Regions from separate parts of the Sus scrofa genome. Here region 2 is linked to region 1. The links are chromatin contacts, called in public Hi-C maps. All regions are on one chromosome and are shown on one strand. Each heading gives the region's core, a stretch centred on a gene start, on an enhancer-like site or on the middle of the called end of the contact. The rest is flanking DNA. Distances are from core to core; before and after follow the strand shown. Region 1 holds the start of DLG1 (disks large homolog 1). Region 2 has its middle 64 kb from the start of DLG1.

Evidence for each region. Hi-C and Micro-C count contacts between places; a contact is called where the count stands out from the background.
Region 2: a Hi-C map of skeletal muscle shows a contact between it and region 1, with 4 times the contacts expected there. The contact joins the enhancer-like site here to the promoter of DLG1 in region 1. A contact is called at or near these places in 1 of 5 promoter capture datasets (fetal skeletal muscle), 6 of 47 Hi-C or Micro-C datasets (embryonic fibroblasts, epiblast stem cells, fetal skeletal muscle and 1 more) and 1 of 2 datasets of contacts at active chromatin or transcription factors (skeletal muscle).

The regions. Positions count from the first base shown.
Region 1 is chr13:132,818,152-132,821,707 of Sscrofa11.1, forward strand. DLG1 (disks large homolog 1) reads left to right here and starts at 1,780. Exons shown (of 27, transcript XM_021070096.1): 1 at 1,780-1,800.
Region 2 is chr13:132,754,428-132,757,983 of Sscrofa11.1, forward strand. No RefSeq gene overlaps it. Among named protein-coding and RNA genes, the nearest start is that of DLG1, 64 kb to the right of the region's middle. Within about 2 kb of position 1,539, at least 46 of the 83 cell types and tissues checked have an H3K27ac peak or open chromatin away from gene starts, as enhancers often do. A contact at or near this core is called in embryonic fibroblasts, fetal skeletal muscle and skeletal muscle, where this site is marked.

The DNA of each region.
Region 1 (3,556 bases), core at 530-3,029:
GTGGTAGCCAGCGTCTTTGAAAGCACTTCATGATTCTTACCTCCTGGTATCTTGAGGCTGACCTAAGTAACCAATAAGAGGATATTACAGAAATGATGGAATGTTACTTCTGAGATTAGGTCATGAAAGATGTTGTGGCTGTTGCCTTGCTCTCTTGGAAAACTTGCTCTGGAGGAAGCCAGCCACCATGTCATGACGACATTCAAACTCTAAAGACAAAACTTCTTGGTGAGAAACTGAGGCCTCCTGTCAACAGTCAGAATTGGCATATTGGAATAGCCATACACCCATACTGGAAGAGCCTCCTTTAATCCCAGTTAAGCTTTCAGATGACTGTAGTCCTGGTAGACAACTCGACTACAGTTTCTTGAGACCACAACAGAACCATCCAGCTAAGGCTCTCCTGAAATTCTGATGCACAGAAACTGTGAGATGATGTTTATTGCTGTTTTAGTTATTGAGGAACTGAGTCTTAAGCTGCTAAGCTTTAAGGAATTTGTTATGCAGCTCTAGGTAAGTGATACGTACGGATGGATAGAAAGGAGGAATAAAGATTAAAGGCCCCTCATTCTGAGCCTGAACTTGTCTTCACCCCCAGTGGTGGAACAAGGGCTAGCTGCATTCATGTCCATTCTGGACACAGCTGACCACATAGGGCTAGGAGATGACAAGAAGGAAGGGCTTTGTGCCCTCGTCTCCTTTTCCTTCTCCCCCTCCTCTTTGTTTTTAGGGGAGGACTAGGAAGACATTGAGAACTTGTACAAATTTTGTTTTTGACTTTTCAGCGGCCCCTGGAAAAACCTGCACTGGCCTTTATCCATTTGTTATTAGGCTGTGGGTCCTGAGAGCAGGGCTTGGATCTCTGTTTTTATCTCCATTTCCTGAACAATGGATGAACAGTGGGTGAAATCCCTTCCTCCTTCTCCTAAATTCTGAAGATATTCCATTCTTAGAATAGTTCCTTAAATGGAACCCTTTCATTCGCAGTTCCTCAATGAAGTCTTGATAGCCATCAGCCATTTTCACTATTAACTCTCCCCACCATTTTACTATTTTCAAAAATCCCTCTATTTAAGCTCCTTACTTTTAAGAGCTTCCTTTTGCTTTTCCATCCCATTTCTTCTTTGTAGTGTTGCTTTACCTGTTGCTCAAACTTCCATGATGCAGGAGACCATAGATTTGCTGCCAGTACCAGCATACTACTATCAAGTTGTCAAAAATCGCAGTGGAAGGAGCCCTGGACTGGAGCTAGGTGAGCTAATTCTGGGCTGCTGCCGCTGATTAGCCTATATTCTTGGGCAAATTGCTTCCCTACCCTGGACCTCTGTTTCCTTATCTTAAACTGAGAGAGTGGGTCAAGTTAGGATTCCAAGGTGCATTCCAAAAGTGAAACTCTGTGGTCAGCAAACCTCTAAACAACTGTTACACTACAAGTCTCCCCGGACTTCCCTTTATTGGCCCAAGGGTACTGTCTCAGTGAAAGGCTATCAGGTTTGCTGGAAAGAGACTTTCGATTTGAAAGACATGATCTCTGTATTTCCAGTTTTGTCACTAATTCTGGGCAAACTTAAGCAGATTCTTCTCTCTGCACCTCAGAGCAGGGAGGTAGGTCCCTGTTACGCGGAAGAGGCTCGAAGATCTGGGAGTGACTTAGAGAGGTTTTCCGGATTCTCTTTCGACAACTTGAGTGGCTCAGGCAGGGAGCGTGGTCCCGGCCCTCCCATAGTCCCGCTCCCAGGTGTAATCGAAACTTAAACTAGCCGTGCCTGCCAAGTTGCGGCTCGGCTGCGGTAGCTACAGGTGAGCTATTAAAGGCGCCGCCAGAGATTGGGGCTGATGACTAGGCGGAGGTTGCAGGCAAGGGGGAATGAATGAGTGAGTGAAAAAGAACGAATTTTCTCTTCCCATTCTTAAATGCCTTTATACTTGGAATTAATCACATAGACTTAAAAATGCTCCAATAAAACCCTCAAATTCCTATCAAATTAACGAATATCCCTATTTTACCTGCCCTTCTTTCAGTCCCCCCCCCAACTTTTACTGAGGGACTAATAGTAACTTTAAAAAAATTATTACAAAGTGTATGAGTGCAGAGACGGCGCGCCCCCCCGCCCAAACTCCTTCCTTTTCCTCCCTCCTGCGGTGGGTGGGTGGCGGATTCGACCCCTCCCCGAGCACGCTTTTCCAGGTTGGGGATCCACCTCCGGGGGCTCCAAGTACTATCTCCTGCCCAGGAATTGAAAACAGCACGTGCTTAGTGAGATTAAAGGATGTCTCGGAATGTGTGTCTTGGATCTGGTGTAGGTGAGGTTAGGTCTTTCCACACCCTGACCCTTCCGGGCCTGGCGCGCCACTTGCTTAGAAACGCTGGACACACCGGCGGGTTTGGGCGAAGAGAAGGAGGGGTAGAGGCGGGCTCTTCCAGGCCCCCCAGACCACCTGTAGAGTCTGTTTGTCAACTCCTTTGTCCTCAGAGCCACTTCGATGGCCTCCCCCTTTAAACGAAGAGGTTTGCTTAGACGCTCCCCGGGCCCCTTTCGCGTTCCCCACCCCGCTCCAGGCCCTCCTCCCCCTTCCAACCCAAAGGTAGCACAGCGGAGAGCCCCGGGCTCCGCGCGAGCCGCCTCCTCACTTCCCATTGGCTGAGAGCGCCGGGAGAGCGGTCACGTGGGGGCGCGGCAGTTCAGCTTCAGGGCCGCCATCTTGGCGGAAAGTTTGGGGGGAGAGCGGTTGGGGGCGCGGAAGGAGGCGAGGTTCCGGGGGTGGGGCGGCCAGGAGCCGAGCGGGCGAGCGGGCTAGCGGGCCGCGGCGAGTGAGTAGGCACCAGCGGCGGCGGCGGCGGAGGAGGAAGAGGCCGTGGGGGTGCGGCAACCGAGGGGAGCTCCTCCCCCGTTCCCTCACCCCTCTCTGCTTAGCTCCGCGAGCCCCGGGCGGGGCGGGGGGACGTGGAGCGGGGCAGGGCGGGGGAGCCGCCCCGAGACCGGCCGGAGCGCACCGCTGCTCGGAGCGCACGGCACTGGCAGGAACTTTGTGGCGGCGCCGCAGGTGTGGGGGCCCGCGGAGGTGTGCATGTGGGTCGCGAGGGCGTCGCGGAGAGCGGCCGCTTCCCTGTCTGGACCCTGCTGGAGTAGCTCGGAGGAAGCGAGCTGGAGACAGGCAAGCGAGAGGAGGGGTCCGGGCAGGGCGGGGTGATCAGTCCAGCTGGCCCCTTCTCTGAGCGCTTTACGGCCGCCTCTGGCTTAGGGGCCAAGGGTCGGAGCGACTTCCTCACCCTTCCAGTAGTAGGTGAGAACTATGCACGCTTCTGCCGGGAGAGGGGTGGCCCCATGTCTGGGCATTTAGTGCTCTCTTGAGAGGGAGCAGCTTTCGAGGAGAATTTTGAAGCTTCTGTCAGCTCTTAATTTGCAGGGGTACCCACCGTAGTTTAAAGCTTTCTAGATTGACTGACACTGCTGGGTTTTGAGGTTCTTCTTTTCACTTAGGAAAACTTTGCCAGGTGGGCTTTTCAAATGGGGCTGGGGGGTTTTCGATTTGAGAGTTAGGGGGAAATGCTAAT
Region 2 (3,556 bases), core at 289-2,788, 64 kb before region 1:
TTCAAGGAATCAAATAATCCACAATTGGTTATCTTTCCCTTAAACGTTTTGATAATCAAGCCTGCAGTGCCAGTGTCTGTACCTAATTACCTTTGCCCTTGCTTAAACTTTCTCCTCTCTGGGTTTGTGGTGTGAGAAAGAATGTGTTTCCTTGAAGCAAAGAACAGCAGAGCCTGGGAGGTCAGGGAGGGAGGACTTGGAAATTTAGCAATCATCTGACCTTACCCCTTATTTTAAGACTGGAACATAGAGGTCAGGAGGGGGCAGTCCTGCCCAGTGTCATCTGGGGAACAGGGATCAGAGCGCTGGTCTCTTGGCTGCTCTGGCCGTGTTCACTCCAAGGCATCCAGCTGTTTCCTCCTCCCACAAAGCCGGCCCCTCTCCAGCCTCCGACCCGTGGCCACGTGCCAAGAGTCTCTAATGCTTATGACAACACGGCCCAGGAATTAGGTGTACTTGGTTTTCCTTATGTACAGAAGCATAAAAAAGATCAAAGCATGTACAGTTTGATGATGTTCCCAAATGCAAGCTCAAATTGCTGAGTTAAACAGCCAGCAGTTTTTTTTTTTTTTCACGGGCTTTCTGAAGCAATTGCTCAAGATGGAATTAAGCTGTATTTGCCTTTGGCTCCTTCAGAGCCCCTCCCACTGCCTAGAAAGGGGAGGAGGGGGGACCCAACAAAGACAATCTTGAGACACTCTTGCCAATTACACATTTTTACCTGCCTGATGTTCCTCTGCTTTGCATTAATTAAATCAAGACCAGGTGTCTTGCAGATGGGTTCGCTGCTGCCTATCGGAAGAGATGAATAGATCTCAGCAAATGAGCAGGGGAAAAGCGCTTAAGTTTTATGGGTCATTGATGCTGCTTCTCTCAGCAGAAACCAAGACTGAGAGAAAGGAGAGGCCTAGTTCATTAGAAAGCCTCAGTGGCTGCTTCCATCTTCGCCCTCTCCAGAGCCCCCAAGGGCAGTCAGGTCCCCTCTGCCAGCAGATCTGAAGAAGTCAGACCTCTCATTCTAAAGAAAAGTGGTTCAGGACTGGAGATTTTTGACCTGGGACCAGAGGCTGCTGACAGGGCCCTGAGCAGCGACTGGGAGCCCAAGAGTGATGGGGAGCTGTCTCCTGCTTCCCTCCTCTTCCTCTGCTGGCTGACAGCTCTCCTGGCTGATGTCAAGGCGGAGAAAAAGGAGACAACAGAGCCAGAATTTAAAGATGTTCTGACACAGTTCAGGACACAGCTCTGCCCTTGTCCCTAGGCCTGGTGAGAACAACTTTGGATGAAAACACAGAGTGACACCCCCATGTCTGCTCTCTGGAGCTCAGGCTGTCCAATTCCATTGGCAAGGCCAGGTCAGGTTTCCTTCTGGAGGACCCGGGAGCCAGGCTGAGGCCAGGATGAAGCGGGGAGGCGGGGAGGCCGGGCAGAGGGAAACAAAGGTCACTTATTACTGACAAAGAGGGCGTTTGTCCCAGCGTGTAAGGCCCCGCGCTTTCACACAGTACTGGGCCATTCACTGGGGCCCTGAGCTCACACTAACCAGCTAATCGGTTCCAAATGCTCCTCAGAAGTCTGCCTTCCACGGTGCAGACTTCTGATTCACTGCCTCGGGCACGGATTTCTGGGTGAGACCATGGATGAGCAATCCAGGGCCAGGCAGGGGCCCCCCAAGCTCACTCACACGCTGCTGGAGGCAGGCGCACCCTCTTGGTCTCTGTGACTGTAACAGAACATGAGCACACTTTGCTTTGTGCAACTAGAATCCCTTTCTAAAGAGTCCTGGGCCTCGGCCACCATCCCCCACAGCACGTTAAACCAAAATGTCCTGGCTTTGGAGGCCTGGTGGAAATGACTAAGCTGTATCTTGCAGCCAATGGTCATGTCATGTCATTCTCATCCCAGAAACTGGCAAAGCACATAAGGTAAGGGTTTGGTCTGTTCATTCTTTGGTTTTCTGCCCACTCTCTTTCTGAGCCCAGTCCCCAGAGGTCTCTTGGCCCCATGACACTTTCTTTTTTTTTTTTTTTTTTTTTTTTGTCTTTTTTTGCCATTTCTTGGGCCGCTCCCGCGGCATATGGAGGTTCCCAGGCTAGGGGTCGAATCAGAGCGGTAGCTGCTGGCCTACACCAGAGCCACAGCAACACAGGATCCGCGCCGTGTCTGCAACCTATACCACAGCTCACGGCAACGCCGGATCCTTAACCCACTGAGCAAGGGCAGGGATCGAACCCGCAACCTCATGGTTCCTAGTCGGATTTGTTAACCACTGAGCCATGACCGGAACTCCGACCTCATGACACTTTCATCAGCAACCTTCTGGTGCCTTTTAAAGGAGCAGGCCTGGTGGCCTGAGTTACCTCTTCAGGCAGCCAGGGAAGGAACCTACCTGAAGTCAAGGTGGCGCAGGCTTAGGCGAGGCAGGGTAGCACCTGGGCGCATGAAAGGAGACACTGTGGGGAGCCCAGGCTACACTGATGTGACCTTGACAGTGAGCACCTCCGGACACTGTGCATCCTCCGTGCCTCTCTTGCGTCACCCTGGTCCTAGCCTTGGGGTTGGAGGATATTTCTAATCCTGAAGGGAAGCAGTCCACTTCCCTCGTTCCAAGCCCAGAATGCTTTCTACAAAAATACCAATGCTTCACCCAAGAACCTTTGGGAGTGGACCCGGGGCTCACTCATGGCAGGGGGAAAGTCTGTCGTGCAGCCGTGGTGGAGAGTTGGCTGGTCTGAGGGCTCCCACTGGGCCACAGGTAATGGATGGATGTGCTGCTGACGTCTGCTGCAAATTTGGCCAGGGCTCAGTTGTCTCTGTGCTGACTTGGCTCCTCTAGGATTTTCTCTGGGCCCCACAAGGCCCAAGGCCTGGCTAGACTTCTCGGAGAACTTACAAAGGCCGTTGATATCGGCTACAGTGCCAAGCCCTGCCCCTGCCCCCAGCTCCCCAGCCAGACTTTCAGCTAAGTTCTTTATCATCCTCCAGGAGCCCCCGAGATTCCCACACCGTGCTGCCTCTCCTTTAATGTGGCCAGAGATACTCACACGTGTGCAGGGAATGTATGCGGTTGTCCCTGCAGACTCTGACAAGAGGGCACAGTATTCTCCTTGACCTAGCAAACATGACTCCCCCCAAGACTGGGACCTGGGGAGGGGAGATGAAGACACATGCTTATCTGGCAGCCCCCACCCCATCTCCCTTTTCCCATGATCTGTTGGAAATAGAAGGTTGGGCTCCCACGCTTCCTCCTCCTGCCTCGGGAGGGACTGATAAAATTCTGTGATCCCATCCTCCAGGCCTTTAGAAAATCCTCTCTCCCTAGCCCTTGACTTTCAAGCCTATTGTCAGCCTTGGGATGCATGGAAATCTGATTTGACAGTGAAACCTCAGCAAAGGCAAATGTTGCCCTTCCCCTGAAGCACTGACACGCCCTGCTCCAGGGAATGGGCCACCACAGAGCAACGAGATGTTTAAGATACAGAAACGCTCCTAAAAATATTTCAAAACAACATTATCTCTGCATTTTTGTGCCAAGAGTCAGCATTTTACATGGAGCCTT